2 separate regions of the Hordeum vulgare genome follow, and region 2 is linked to region 1. The links are chromatin contacts, called in public Hi-C maps. All regions are on one chromosome and are shown on one strand. Each heading gives the region's core, a stretch centred on a gene start, on an enhancer-like site or on the middle of the called end of the contact. The rest is flanking DNA. Distances are from core to core; before and after follow the strand shown. Region 1 holds the start of LOC123448892 (protein MALE DISCOVERER 2-like). Region 2 holds the start of LOC123448896 (6-phosphofructo-2-kinase/fructose-2,6-bisphosphatase-like).

Region 1 (7,681 bases), core at 3,714-6,213:
GGGAGCTACTATATACTACTGTAAATGAAAAGAGAGGGAGAGGGCTGCGGCACAACAGGCTGGCCTTCAATCACAGCAGCCGGCACGGTGGGCAGCCTCATGCTTTCTCACTCTTTCTGCCCCAATTTTTTTTTCGTTTTATATGTATGCCTCTGTTGGTGGCGTGTTATTCGGAGGCACGATCTAAAGAGTTGTGCTTTTCCACGACTCGGCCAATACAATCGCTTGCTTGCTTGGTTGTCGCCGGCCACTGCGTGCTCCCCACCCAGCTCAGGCCACCGAGCTGTTCCGTTCCCAAAGAGAGAGGATTCTGGCTTTTCTTATTATATATATATATATATATATGCTGCTACCCGATTTTCGTGTTCCTAAAAGCCACGACCATCAACTGTTTTTGATCCATTTCTTTCCTCTTTTCAACATCTTTTTCAAGATGGTTTTTCTCCTTGTTCTTGTTTTCGCTCCACTGTAAGTCTAAACAGTCTGCATGAGTGACCGGTACTAGAGTGCTCGTTTAACCACAGATCGCCGCTGGGTAGAGATAATTATACTTGTTAGGTTCCCTCAAAAAAAGAACTATAGTTGATAGGTGATTTGGGCCCGGTTGGTTGCAACAACAAAAATGGCAATTTAGGCCCGGCAGCAGCAAGCAAAAGAGTCTCCACTCTACTGTACTACATCTCAGCCACTGCATCTCAGCTTATTTAGTCCCACACTGCTAGCGCTGGAGAGTCATCCCACCCAGGCCTCTTTTAAACAGCTCCCCGGGCCACCTCCAGAGAACACGCAGCTGCGTGATGAGCACATAGCGAACTATTCTTTCGCCTTTTACTAAAGAATACCGTGGGCTCGCCACACCAAGCAGCATACGCTAATTTTTAAGGGTTCCTTCTCTTTGTGAGAAGGTCCTACAATGTCGTTCCCAAATGTTTAAGTTGTTGCCTTCCAGTGCAATTTTAATTTGAGCAACAACATACGTTTCTGTTCCATGCATGCTTGGAGTTAGCTCTTTTTCCTCCCTTTTTGAATAAGCTTTGTTTGGGCCTCTGGACAATATGATTCAGCGTAACGTGGTTCATGCTTGAAATCGGCTTCATGAACTTTGGGTAGAAGAATTATGAGAGCTGTAGACAATATGGTTCAGAGTTAGCTGTATTGCAGCTCACTCGGCTGACAGTTAACTCACGGACGGCCGCCCTCTTTTTTTACAGAGCACCCACCACTGACTATTTGCAATCCTGAAGCAAACTTGAAACACTCTGTAGTCTCTACCTGGCTACCAATTCCACAAACAAGATCAGCAGCAGCAACCAAACAACTCAAACAACTTTCGGTCACAACTTCAGCTGTCAGAAGAAGACATGATCTCAAGCTCGGCCCACCACAGCGGCGACACCTTGGGGGTCGCCCCGTCGGGCCCGAGCGCCGTGATCTCCTTGAGCCGCGCCGCGACCTCCGCCATCGCCGGCCTCCTCTTCGGGTCCGGGTCGACGCAGGACCTCGCCACCTCGCACAGCGCGCGCGCGGCCTCCTCGGAGAAGGAGGAGCCGATGCTGGGGTCCATCAGCTCCGCGAGCCGCACCTCGCCGTCCAGGTAGCGGGACGCCCACCGCTCCAGCGGCCCGTCCTCGTCGGAGCAGGCCACCCTCCCCGTCAGTATCTCCAGCAGCACCACGCCGTACCTGTGCACGGCGTTTTCCAGCTCCGATGAGGGGTCGAGGGCGCCATTGGTTGAACGAGGTGACGGTCCCTTCGCGTCGTCTGGGAATTCGAGGTCTGAGACCTTCGCGGCGAAGTCGTCGGTGAGGTATATGGTGGTCGAGTCCAAGCTCCTCGGCACCACGGGTGGGCTCAGCTGGTGCATGTGCTCGAGGCAGTAGGCGATGCCCATGGATATCCTCAGCCGCGTTACCCAGTCCAGCTTCTCGGCTTCTCTCACTGCAAAATGAAATTGACGGGGATGAGACATTGTGAAAAATGTTGATACACCGACTGACTGACACTCCGACAGTTAAGAAGTACTGTATGTAATTGGAACAAACTAGCTATCTCTTGTTAATAGATAGTAAGTAGGAGTACAACTTATATAGTTGATGCACACATACTCATATCTTGTGACTAACAAGATATGGTTGATTTTCAAGAGATGGAATTCAGTTAAGACAGGGGAAATTTTAAGATACTACCAAATTATGTCCCTAAAAATAGTACTAGCAAATTACGAGCCGTATGAGGCAGCAAACTCTCAAGCATGGTTCTAGGGGCAGTAATTCTACATAGTCATTTGGAAATTGCGGAAACCAAGTTGTTCAATTTCTCAAAAAAATGAAGTTGTCGAACAATGTGGGAAATTATATTGAAGGACATCATTGTTTAAAGATTACGAAGTGCTTTGACTTCAATAAGACCACATTCCTTTTTCTCTTTCTTCTCCTCTTTTTACGAAATCATATCTCTTTATTCTCCCTTCTATTTTATTTATATGACAAGTAATTCATAAGGGCAACACGGAGATCTTTATTGGTTGGAATCTGGTTGCTGAAGAGGTATGCATAGTTCATTTGTTGGAGAAACTTTATTGTAAGGTTTTGTGGGGTTATGGTTTACACCATTGTTAACAAATGTTCTGTGCATAAAGGATTTCTGTACTTACATGGTGAAGAGAACAGATTTGCGAAAAGGAGAAAAATTATAAATCATGGTAAGAAACTAAGAATGCACTTACCATGCAGATACTCAAAAAGTGTCCCATTTGGAGCGTATTCAAATACCATGGCTCTGGTAAAAGGATGCCCTTCCTCACAGTAGCCAAGCAAGTTCATAAAATTCCTGTGGTTTACTTTGGACAAACTTGTGATCTGAAAACATAACCATTGGAATCAAACATAGGCCAAACAGCGTGCATTTATACAAGCGGCGCAACTGAATGGTACCTTTTTCCTGTACTGTGATTCACATTCTTTGGACCAATCCTTTGCAGATGTTACCAAACTTGACGCAACTGCAATTTCAACTCCACTCGATAAAGTTCCCTTGTACATCATGCAGCTAGATGTAGAACCAATTATATTGCTGAAATCCTCGCTCGCTGATTCCAGCTCCGATCGTTTGAGTGCAGGCACACCTACAAATGTGATCAAATTGTTATGTGAAATTGGAACAAACTCCTAGATAACATACATGTCAAAGTGCAAACAAAGCATACCTGTTACAAAAGCTTTTTGCAGTTGTCCGCTAAGTCCTGTGACCCAAGGTTTCACAGTCCCCACCCTTTTAGCTCGGCAGTAGAGAGCACCAGCTGCTGATATGATAAGGAAGGCAGCAACCCCTGCTGCAACTAAACCATAGGTTGTCCAGGAATGCTTATGCACAGAGTGAGATGGAGTTTGAGCCGAATGATCGTGCCCAGCTCCCCCAGCTGCAGGCTTAAACTTAAGCGGGTGTGGAAGGTCTATTGATGGATCATGGCGTAAAGGGGATCGCTGTGGCGTTGGTTGTGAATAAAATGGCGATGGTGCACCTTCTGGTGGTGATGATATGAACGCTGAGGGTGATGGAGCAGACACTGGTCCTGATTTTGGAGCTTGTGCATGTGAGAAAAGGTACCCGGCACCTTGGTTTTCACCACCAATCTGCAGCAATCTTTTGAAAGTTCAAGAAAAGGAATAGTTAGGACTTGGGATGTACTCCCTCCGCAAAGAAATATAAGAGCGTTTACATCACTACGGAGGGAGTACTGTATTATCAAGATAAATATTTGCCATTTCTGATGATGGAAGTACAAAAATCACCTGCCTTTGATTCATCTACTATCATATTCACACGATCATTTTATATAATAAGAGATATAGTAAAATACAATATTTCTCTTTCAAATACCTATATTTTTATTTTTAAAGTTTAAAATTCAGTGAGAAAAAAAAAACTCTCACTCAACAGCCTACTGTCACATAGTATATCTCTCCATGACTACAATCCAAGTCTTTCTAAAATAACCACAGGCACCATTCGTGAATGCTAGAAAAGTAGCTACTACTGCAGAGCTTCACCCAGCAAACTGTCTCTGTTGATAAATATTCAAAGGGAAGCGAGGCAAATAGATCTTTTTTCATTAATAGTATAAAAATAAGTGAATAAGCCGACTTCCGATTTTTACAAGAAGAAAAATATCAGTAGGGATGTCAGTTTAGTTCAGAGCTGAAGAGTTGATGGTTCCAACCAAACTGGTAAATTTGTGGCATTTGTCACACATTAATGGTAATAGGCCAACACAAAAAAACACCTACTCCCTCGGTCCCTCCATAAAGATATATAAGAGGTTTAGATCACTAAATTAGTGATATTTCTTTACAGAGGGGTATTTTCTAGTTCCAACTCCAATCTAAAAAATCACAAACTCTGGATAGCAAAATCGCACTGATCCATTTCCTGCAAGCACCAAAAAAGAACCAGTTCCAGAATCTGAGCGCTCACCTACGACTAAAAGAAGCTCCATTACTGCTCAACTCCTCAGCTCCAACTCCGAACCCTCCAATCCCTGCAGCAGCAAATCAAAATGGCAAACGCCGTTAGCCCAAATGCATACCCAACAACTCGGAGCAATCCAAAGGTCGAGCAAAAGAGAAGTAAACCTGCTCCTCCTCCAAGCCGCCAAGAAAAAGCAAGCAGGAACAGAAGAAGGAGCCTGCGCGGCGGCGGCCACTCCATCGCAGCACGGGCCGAGAAAATAGCAGTGGAGGCGCAGTTGCTGGCGTCGGAGGGGAGAAAATCTGATCCGGAAGGTGGATGGCGGCGGTCACGGGAAGCGGGATGCCGGAGGAGAGACGGCGCGTGGTGTGGTTGGGAAGAGGGCGGTGGAGGCGGGCGGCGAAAGTGGCAGCCGAAGGTGGTGGAGAGGAGAGGGAAAGGGAGGCTGCACGAAGGCGACTACACAACAAGAAGCTTTTAGTTGGTTCTTTTTTCTCTTTCGTTTTAAAATTGTTTGGTTCGTTGATCTAATCATTCTCCACATACATGAATTGCGAACTAATGCAGTTTGCCCATCACTGTGGAACCAACCTCCTAGATTTCCTTCCTCTTCATTTTTGGGGTATAATCATGGTCTTCAACAACTTTGGCCGTTACTTTTTCACATGAATGTGAATTTTTACAACAAAAAATTACTTCATCCGTAAACTAATATAAAAGCATTTAAAATATTAGTTTAGTAATCTATACGCTCTTATATTAGTTTACAAAGAGAGTAATACTTTTTATTTGTAAAATGTGGTGCTATTAAAATGTATTAATTACAAAACTAGTTATAATTTATTTTAACGGTGCAATCGAACACTTATTCAAAATGTATGGGTGTGATTTTGACTAAACCCATTCTAGAAAGTTGTCTACTTGCGAAATGATGCAGCGTACACCAAGATATATGATTTCAAAATGTCTAAGTATCCGTAAAGATTTCTTACATGTGCATTCCCCTTGACAAATTGTTGTGAGATTCCTCACAATGGTTCTCATATCAATACTCTGCCACTTTGAAGAAATAGAAAATCTAACAATATTTACAGGTGATAATGTTTTTGCGATCGACACAAAAAAGAAAGGCAATATAGCCATCGAATGCGGATTATGTCCCTCCTAAGGCTAAGTTTTTTTTTTGAGTCCTCAAGAACAACAAAGACCGTTTTCTTCTGTCTTAGCCTCTTATGTAGACACAACTAATTTGCATACAAAATGACCATATGCAACGATTGATGCAGAGGCCGGGGGTTTGAACCTCTTTTTCTAAAAAAAACTAATTTGCATACATGGAGAAGGACCTCAACGGGCCACCTACTATGCTCCTTAGATGAAGTCGCAATGAGGTCATTTCACCTGTTGTTGGTGAGAAGGCTTGGAAGGTGAAGTAGCCCCAAAAATATATCCACATTATGATATATAGTCTTTACAAAAGGTGGGTGAGTGTTCAGAGGTTTAAAGACATTTGAAGAAAAGGCTTGTGAGGCGAGGCTATCATAAATCCTGATGTGCAAGATTAGGAAGGAGATCAAATGTGACATTTTGGCCTAGTCTATACTAGAATGGCATTTTCTTGTGCGAGGCCCGAGGAAGGACCTTTACAGGGTTCTTTGTTAATTGACATCCCTTTACTAGCAGTGATCTTGAATAATCGAGGAGTCTTGTGTAGATTTCATGTCCAACTACTTCATCCAAGTTTGAATTGTGGAAGAGGAATGTACATGATACTCCAACATTTCCCTCATGTTTACGTTCCTTTAGAGTTATGATGTGTGGGTGGTGGAAGCGGGATACACTAATTACTTATTGTGTTTACGAGGTTTTGAACCTAGAAACTTTTTGGTTGCAAGTCGTATGAACCTAACCATCTCACTACTAGTGTGAACCGATGGGGATGTACGACCAATGCATGTCGACGTTCTTCCTCTTGTCTAGACTGTTTTTGTCCTTAGACGTGGGATCATGTAGGTGGCAAATATCATTTTTTATATTGCATTGAAAGAGTCTTAAACTCAATACCTCTTGGTTTTGATACTATAATGAACGTGCAATGGTCAGTTATTCCCATATTATAGACTGTGGGAGAGGGTCAGAAATTACACTCCAACACCTTGTTGCAAAGTGCCACCCTCCCCTTCCATATACCATGTCAAAACATTGATGTATTGATGTCATGTGTCGATTGCAATGATGGTAGAAGCACATATACAAAGGGTACTTGTGACGCGTCCCACCACCTACTTGGGCTGCCCTAGTTGAACCATGGTATCATAGATGCAACACATACCGAACCTCTTGGTGTCAAAAAAGGACAAGAATGGCTAGGCCTACAAGCTAATTTCTTCGGCTCTTAGATAGTCTTGTAGTTAACAAAGAAGTGTTTCCGCTAGTGTATTCTTCATTATCTCTTTTCCGGGCAAAACCTCTCAGGATTCCATCGACATTCATCATAGAATTGGCAAGGATGACGCTTTTGTGTGTGATACATTCCCCTCCTCCTAGTTTTGGTTGAAATTAAATTTTCAAATACAATGTTAGTGTAGCGACAAAGGTAAAGCAACAATACCCTCATATGTCCGGTACGCTATGCAAAAACAAGGTCAAGCGATAACTCCTGCATATATCTGTCCACCCCTGGGTATGGATTTGGCTACAAGTTTGGAACATTTATTGAGGTAACATGTGAGCTTTATTGATTAGAAAATAATGTTCTTCAACAGATGGTAAATGTGGTTTTGGTTATAGTTCTAAAATATGTTTGATGTAACTTTTTAAAATTGCTGATAATTGTGTAATTTTGAGCAATTTTCTCTATCTTCATTCCTCCCCTTGACACCACGACACCATATTTATTCCCAGATCCCCATAAACACCAAACTAGCTCCTTCATTTGCTCCAAAATATTTGAAGTTCTAGATTTGTCTTAAGTCAAATCCTTTTAGTTTGATCAACTTTATATAATAATATTCTAAGCTCCACAGCATCTTTTCTTTACGGGGAGACCTCTACAACATCATATATATATATATATATATATATATATATATATATATATATATATATATATATATATATATATATATATATATATATATATTATAAAAGCATATGTTGCTGAATCTAATGAAGCTAATTTGATGTCGTAGATGTTGGTTTATTTTTCTACAAA
Region 2 (7,681 bases), core at 3,139-5,638, 650 kb before region 1:
CACTGCATCTATGTATGTAGTACTTCCACCAACCGAGTACTGAGATCGCATTCTACACAAATCACACCCAATCCGAGCATGGAAACTGACACACCAAAATCAGTGAACTCCTTAAACATGGCCGCAATCCCCTACGGATCAGGGACTTTACACTGGTACCTGTATCTCAGATTACACAGACTAACCTTGGATGCCAGCTTAATTCTGTCTCTCCGCAATATACTTCTTGACGTGTCGTTCATCCTGCAACAGTTTATTTCCACACTTTCTTTATAACATTTCTAGAATCTTCATACGCACATTTTCTTTATAACATTTCCTTCTTGATGCGTCTTTTTCGGGTTTCTGCTATCACCTATATTTGGTGACATAAGCAGATGCCCAATTCTGTTCAGATACAGGCAGGAAAGGCTTCACCTGAAATCTTCAGCAATCACAACACATGGGTTAGGAAATAGGATTGTTACAGCAAGAGCAACAGTTCCAAGGAACGTGACAATGCTTGTGTGCTTTGAAAGAGAAACACATTCAGATCTGCTTTTTCCGTTCTTTTTGCTCGGATTTCCTTTATTTTGTTTCTTCTTGTCCCTCTACTTTTCAAAATATTCACTTGGTCTTATTAGCCAAAGGTGTCCAGGACTGGTAAAGGAGTTCCATCTGAGTTCCTTTTACACAGCTTGAGGCAGAAGAAAGCTTGTATTCAAGCTTTGCTGTCAGAACTTCACAAAAAGAAAAAAAAGTGCAATCGGAAGAATCCAAGCATGAAGGAGAATGACATATTTTTCAGGGAAAGAAGAGCGATAAAAAACTTCTACCTCCTGCTTGGTATAAAATAGCACACCGACAGCTAAAGGTAAATCTAGAAAATATACCAGCCATGTGAACTGAACATAGACAGTGGTAAATTATGTATGATAGAATTGGAAAATAGTTGTACACAAAAGGACAAGAGAAACACGTAAGCTTGTACGACTGAATTTTCTTTAGTGAAGTTACACAAAGAAGATAGGTACCCCATAGCAATCACTTGAAGGACAAGTAATTAGCCTAGCAGCAGCACCTATCCTACCTAACTTTATGTTCCACCAGTTTTTCCCTGCACATATGTAAGTTCCTCTTGCCTAGATTCAACAGAATTGTACAGAAGCTCACTTACATCTCCTTTAGTGCTCCACCAAACTATATGAGTGATGAAGTAGGAGACATATAGATTATACGAGAGGAATCAGTACCACCATACACAGAGATCATCTCCTCTAGCGAAGAAGAGATGATGAGGGAGGGTGATGCATGCGTTGCACTTCTGAGAAGCAAGCTCCATGGCCTGATCGAGAGGAACCACACTCTGGAAGAGGAGAACAAGCAACTGAGGCATCAAGTCAGCCGTCTAAAAGGCCAAGTCTCCTCACTTGAAGGGCAGGATACTGATAGAAAGATAATGTGGAAGAAGCCGGAGAATTCTGCCACCAGCAACAACTACTTCAAGGAAAAACAGTTTGTTCACAACAATGATGATGTGAAGGAAGCTATCGATCTCAACAGCTCGGTATGTTACATCAGGCAGCAATTTTCTAGGGCACCGTCAGTGAAATCAAGAGCACCAAGGGTTCCTAATCCACCACCAAGTCCGACGTGTATCCAACCGATCATCAAGGCAAAAAAGGAAGGATCCATGGGTCCTCCTCCTCCACCGCCACCTCCCCTACCTTCCAAATTACTGAAGAGCACTAAGGCAGTCCAAAGAGTGCCAGAGGTAGTTGAGTTGTATCGGTTGTTAGTAAGAAGAGAAGGCAAAAGCGATGTGAAGTCTGGATCTGTGGGAATTCCAGTAGCTACTAACAGCCGAGACATGATCGGGGAGATAGAGAACAGATCAGCTTATGTTATAGCTGTAAGTACATATGTTCTTCTATCTTTTTCTCAGAGTATGTGCATATGATATATTGTTTACTTAGCTGCCAATTCCTTTATTTGTTTCAATTTTCTTTTCTTTTCGAACCAACTTACGCAACAAGAGTATGACAATTGCAGAATACTTCCTCCCACATGACAGTTACCAGTTATTTGTTGTATTAAAGACAATATAATTTCCTAACAGTATGTGCCCTTCATTCCTAAAGAGTATAACTTTTTCTTTTCTTTTCGAACCAACTTACGCAACAAGAGTATAACTTTTTTTATCGCGTAATCTATTCAGTCATCTTTATTACCTTATGAACACACTACAGTATATGAAATCATTTTCTTTATGGATAAAAAAGCAGCGCCAAGTGTTAGTTTAAGAGCATGCGACATGTTCTTCTGATATTTCTGTTTCCCTCCTCCTGCAGTTGATAATGTTATATAACTCTTTATTTTTTTATAGTACGAATAATCTTTTAATGTACATCTGAGTCATGTTTTCTCCCTATTATTCTGTACAGATCAATAATTTCCTAACCAAACCAAAAAAATATTCCCTTGCGATTATTGTTCCAACAGATTAAATCAGATGTAGAAAATCAGGGTGAATTCATTAGCTTCCTGGCAAGGGAAGTTCAAAATGCAGCATACAAGGAAATAGCCGATGTTGAAGAGTTTGTGAAGTGGCTAGATGGGGAACTATCATACCTTATAGATGAACGGGCAGTGCTCAAGCACTTCCCTAACTGGCCTGAGAAGAAAGCAGATGCCATGAGAGAAGCAGCATTCACCTACCGGGATCTGAAGAACCTGGAAGCAGAAGCATCATCATTTCACGACGACAGGAGAGTGGCTACACCTATGGCTTTGAAGCGCATGCAAGCTCTACAGGATAAGTGAGTAGATGAAATGAATGCATTTAGTAAGGCTGTTGCATTGTCAAACTTTGAACAATATAACATGATTCATGCTTCCCCTTGTAGAATTGAACAAGGTATTCACAATACTGAAAAAATAAGGGACAGTGCAAGTGGAAGATACAAAGATCTCCTGATCCCATGGGATTGGATGCTTGACTCTGGAATCATAAGCCAAGTATGTACTATGTGCTCCCAAACTTCTAATATCCATCTTTGTCCTCAGTTTGATATAATAGAGAAGACATAGCTAAGTGCATTTTACAAATTCGTCTTCAACTGGAACAAACCAACTTACGAGTTATGTGGTACACATAGGAATTATCCCACTACCCTTTTCGCTATAAAAGTATAAATTCATGTCTAATAGACATATCATATATGAAGTATCCTCTTGCTACCTTAACAGCTAAAGGCCGCTTCATTGAAGCTGGCAAAAGAATACATGAACCGCATTATGAATGCACTGAAGTCAGATCCATTTGTAAATGATGAGGAACTGCTCTTGCAAGGTGTCCGCTTTGCCTTCCGAATACATCAGGTAATTCTACTGCAATCATGAATTGCTTTCGAATGACATTATGAGTTGCTACCTACAAACTAACTAACCAAGGTAACCGCAACAAACCAAATTTGCAGCTTGCAGGTGGCTTTGATGAGGGTTGCCGGAAAGTGTTCCATGAACTCAAGATGTATGCAAGCAAGCCAGAGTGATCTGATGGAGTATACCTGGGTTCAAATAAGCATCACTGGGATACAACGGACATGATTAAGTTCTGCCGAGGTTGGCTCCAGGTCGACTCCACTAGTCCCCAGGATAATCCCGTGAACAATTTTCTTAACTTAACTATTTTGCATCTAAGATGCGGACCTCTTGGATGCAATTTGAAGCCTGAGAATTCCAAGTACATCCACACACAACTCTTAATTTAAGTACACCTTCTGGGAACATTCTAAAATGTCATTAGAGGGTGGTAAATAAAAGAAAACAAGAGCCACCACTTTGATTGTTAGGTGGTTGTACCATGAAGTATCAAGTAAGAATGTGGAAATGGCAGAATTTACGGATACAGACAGGACGACAGTATGTGCCCTTCATTCCTAAAGAGTAAGATTGACAATTGTTAGGGCACACAGATTACGACTTTTCTTGTTAGAATTTGTCTGAGGTTTGATAAAGGGCAAATTGGCTGTAAATGCTAAAAAACTAGATGACTGCTCCAAGTATTCAAACCTGAACAGCATTTATGCAGCAACTGATAAGAATATCAGATACATCCAGTTTTCCCATAAAAAAAGCAGACAAATCAATTTTTCCCTAGGACGCCGACCTTTTCAGATTCCGCTGTTAGAGTGTATTCAAGTGTATGTTGAATCAACAACATCCTCTACTTCTTCAGGAGCTATAATTGTCTGTGAGCAATAAAAATACCACCTAAGCATCATAAGCCCGATATTTTCCACAATCCACCAATGCTGGATAGCCCTATTATACAGTATGTGCCCTTCATTCCTAAAGATTAAGATTGACAACAGTTAGGGCACACTGAATAAGGTTTTTTTTTTGGTTAGAATTTGTTTGAGGTTTGCTCAAGAGAAAATTGGCTGTAAATGCTTCCCATCAAGCAATAGTTGCCAAAGCGCATCTCTCCTTTGGTTTCCCATTAAGCATAATGTGATGCGGATGGTCTAACAATAAGGTACAGAATATTTCAAGAAGTACTATCGTGTCTCAAATCGTGTTTGGATCAAAGGCAGCACGATCATGTGGTTTGGCAAAATGTGCAAGTGTTCCCGGTGCCAAATATCCACAAACCAGAGAAAATCTACATTCTACAAGGTTGCTGTGAAGACAAAAGCACGGGCGCCAATCAACTTAGCCCTACCCCTACGGCACCTACCATTTCAGATTCTGCTGTTGACTGCCGCATTGTTTCGCTCAAAATGCGTTCAACTATGTGCTGAATCAACAGCGTCCTTTACTTCTTCCGCAGCTATAGTCCGTAAGCAATAACAGTACCATCTATAACCCTCAGAAGAAAAAACCACCTAACAAGCACCATAAGCCCAGTATGCAGCACAATCCACCAATGCTGGAACGAATTTGCGAGTAAAGAAACTACCCAACAGAGATGCGCGAGCAAACCAAGCACGAAGGCCATGGCTCTGGCAGGCTGCTGCAAAATCTGCAAGAGCATCACACAGACAGACGGAAAAGGAAGGAATCAGCCACCCCCAGATACCTGGTGAGACGGAAAAAACCGGCGGCGGCGGGTCGGTCCATATGACGGCGTCTCGCGCCGCGACGCCTACTCCCCGCGTCTCTCTCTCTCTCTCTCTCTCTCTCTCTAAGCTGCTCGCCCCCTTTCTCCGCGCTGAGACGCTTCGCCCGCCGTCACCGTCGCCGGCCGGCGGTAGCGCGGTTGCCATCGGACATTCTTGGGCTGGCTGGTGGGCCAGGTACGTTTCCGGCCCCACCCGCTGTTGCGGATTACGAAGGGATCTACCACCATCGCATTCGCACCCACCTCGTGGCCCCACTTGACAGTCGCACGAAAAGACGACACAGACGCGCCCGCTTTCCTTCCTTCCGGCACCTTCCAAGCCCCCCTTCCTTCTGGCCTCCCCGGCGATGGCGACGGCGGCGAGCTCCGGCGGAGCATCCGACCATCAGTATGTCTCGGTCAAGTTGGAGAGCCCCCGCCTGGCGGCGCTCGGCCTCGCCCCTCACCTCTTCGGCTCCCACCCCGCCGCCGGCTCGTGGGACCCTTCCAAGGCCGTAAGCGTCGCATCCATCCCCTCTTGTTCGCGAGTATGTTCCCCGTGCGGGGAGTGATGTGATTTTTTTCCTGGTTGTGTTCGCAGCTGCCGATGGAGCGGGCCGCGGCCGCCATTTGGGAGCTCAGCTGCGTCCTCCCTTCTCGCCACGGTGAGTCGGCTGATTTTACCATGCTGTTCCACGGCTCCCCGTGGGTTTGAGATCCCTTCCTCGGAAGCTTGGGCTATGATGAGCTATGTTGCTGCGCCATGCTACCGGGATGCTCTGGTTTTTATTTATTGGGGTTGCCTCCTGTCCGTTTAATGTGTACACATTTTTCATGAACTAGCCACTAGTGATTTGTCATTCCTGAGTATAACAATGTAGTACATGGAGTTGGGTCTTCGAAATAAAATAAAGTGATTCTTGAGCTGAACATTTGCTCCGGCTAACTGAGTTGTTTACTTACTACAGATGCAGGGAGTTAGATTTTGTTCCCTTTTGCATTCTGACTAGCTTTTATGCCCTTTATTTGTTATGTTTGTTAGAAGCAATGGATTTCAAGTTACTATTGAAGCCAAAAGCCGATAGCTCAGAGTGCATAGTTGAGGAGGGACCGAACCGACCGCTAGGTTACGGGAACAATCAAGTGGAAATGACGGATGCAGTCTTTAAACTCACTGAGAAAGATGCACTTGAGTGTAAGGTTTGGGTTGAGACAGAGATGTTGTCCCCATTTGACCTAGCCGCTAGCTGGAAGGCTCATCAGGAGAATCTTCAGCCTACAAGGGTGCGAGGGACCTATGATGTCGTTATGAACACTGAGACTGAAGCCAGGGATGAGGTTTGAACTCTTTTAAATGCTTATATTACTTCTGTATTGTGGTGCAGCCGCATGTAATTAGGAAGTTGTAAACCTAACCCTCCAATAATCTTTTAATGGATAGTATATATGCTTATTTTGCAAAAAAAAAAAAACGGGTTTCTTTTGAAGTAGTGTTGACTGCTCATAGCTAGCTTTGTAGCATCTAGTTTCCAGCCAATGCTTTGTTGTTAACAGTCAGATACCATAGAGGGTGCTATGTAATAAGTTGACTGCTTAAGGCAGCTTGCTAGTTGGTTGTGGTGCCGGACCTCATGTCTGGTTCCTAGCAAAACTCACTTGTTTCAACAAGTTCCAGTTTTCCACTATTAATTGGTGTAGTGAAGTGATATGTTTACTCAAAAGGGTGTGAAACTGACCCAGTAAACAGCAGATTTCAGAACCTTTACTAACAGTACGTCTTATATATTACTTCGATGTTTCAGCTAGTGTACTTCTGAATGTAACCCACTCCCTCTGGTCCTCACGTGTTTGAGATGCTTGACCATTAGTTTCCGTCACAATATTTAAAGTTTATAAATTATAATATTATGGACGTATTTTACAAAGAATTGCCATGTTACTCTTGTGGTCTAGTGTCAAAAAGTTAAACGGCATGCTTCCAATGGTCACAAGAAGTTGTGACCAGTGGAAGTATTGAAGTAATGCCTTTAAAAACTCAGAATGGTGACAAAATTTACCTTTTGAAGAACGCAAGCATTTAAAATGTATTAAATCAAGCATAAAATCAAATGGAAAAAAACATGCCAGCGTAGGACTGCAGGCGGAGACTAAATGCATTTTTTGACGCGTCAACGGCAAAGACCAAATGCATTTGACATAAGGTATTTAATGTGACCTGAAAATTTAGCTGCCCTAACTAATTTAGACAGCCCCACTCATGTACAGTCTTTCTGCGAAGTGTGACACCCAGATTTGGCAAAATATATCAAAGTGTAAAGAACTAGGTTCAAGGGTCTTTCTGGAGGCAGGACCAGTTAGTGTTACTCTGTACTTTCAAAAGAATTGTCTTCCCACAAAGTTGTTGCCTGTGTTTCTATTTGCACAACAGGTGGTGCTTCCTTTTCTGTTCTGCCAATTTTATCTTTTTTCCTTCAAGCAGAATGACTTCGCTTCCGGTCTGGAGCTTGATTTAGAGAAGTATGTAGTTCCAACAACACCCAACATGGGCTCAGGTGTTGTTTATGCAGCTAACTTGACTGAGAATCCGCGCTCTTTATT

What was found. Hi-C and Micro-C count contacts between places; a contact is called where the count stands out from the background.
Region 2: a Hi-C map of leaf shows a contact between it and region 1, with 2.5 times the contacts expected there. The contact joins the promoter of LOC123448896 here to the promoter of LOC123448892 in region 1. A contact is called at or near these places in 1 of 6 Hi-C or Micro-C datasets (leaf) and 1 of 1 datasets of contacts at active chromatin or transcription factors (embryo).

The regions. Positions count from the first base shown.
Region 1 is chr4H:448,599,607-448,607,287 of MorexV3_pseudomolecules_assembly, reverse strand. It overlaps LOC123448892 (protein MALE DISCOVERER 2-like), which reads right to left and starts at 4,963. Exons shown (of 6, transcript XM_045125928.1): 1 at 4,632-4,963; 2 at 4,474-4,537; 3 at 3,206-3,642; 4 at 2,934-3,124; 5 at 2,726-2,858; 6 at 1,093-1,938. The coding sequence starts at 4,707. The coding sequence ends at 1,343. LOC123451507 (a small nuclear RNA gene) reads left to right here and starts at 789; the gene lies at 789-907.
Region 2 is chr4H:449,244,420-449,252,100 of MorexV3_pseudomolecules_assembly, reverse strand. LOC123448896 (6-phosphofructo-2-kinase/fructose-2,6-bisphosphatase-like) reads left to right here and starts at 4,388. Exons shown (of 23, transcript XM_045125931.1): 1 at 4,388-5,598; 2 at 5,685-5,748; 3 at 6,126-6,421; 4 at 7,563-7,681. The coding sequence starts at 5,452. LOC123448897 (protein CHUP1, chloroplastic) reads left to right here and starts at 1,116. Exons shown (of 5, transcript XM_045125933.1): 1 at 1,116-1,891; 2 at 2,482-2,798; 3 at 2,886-2,997; 4 at 3,229-3,360; 5 at 3,459-3,955. The coding sequence starts at 1,271. The coding sequence ends at 3,533. LOC123448898 (a long non-coding RNA gene) reads right to left here and starts at 848. Exons shown (of 2, transcript XR_006631938.1): 1 at 186-848; 2 at 1-85.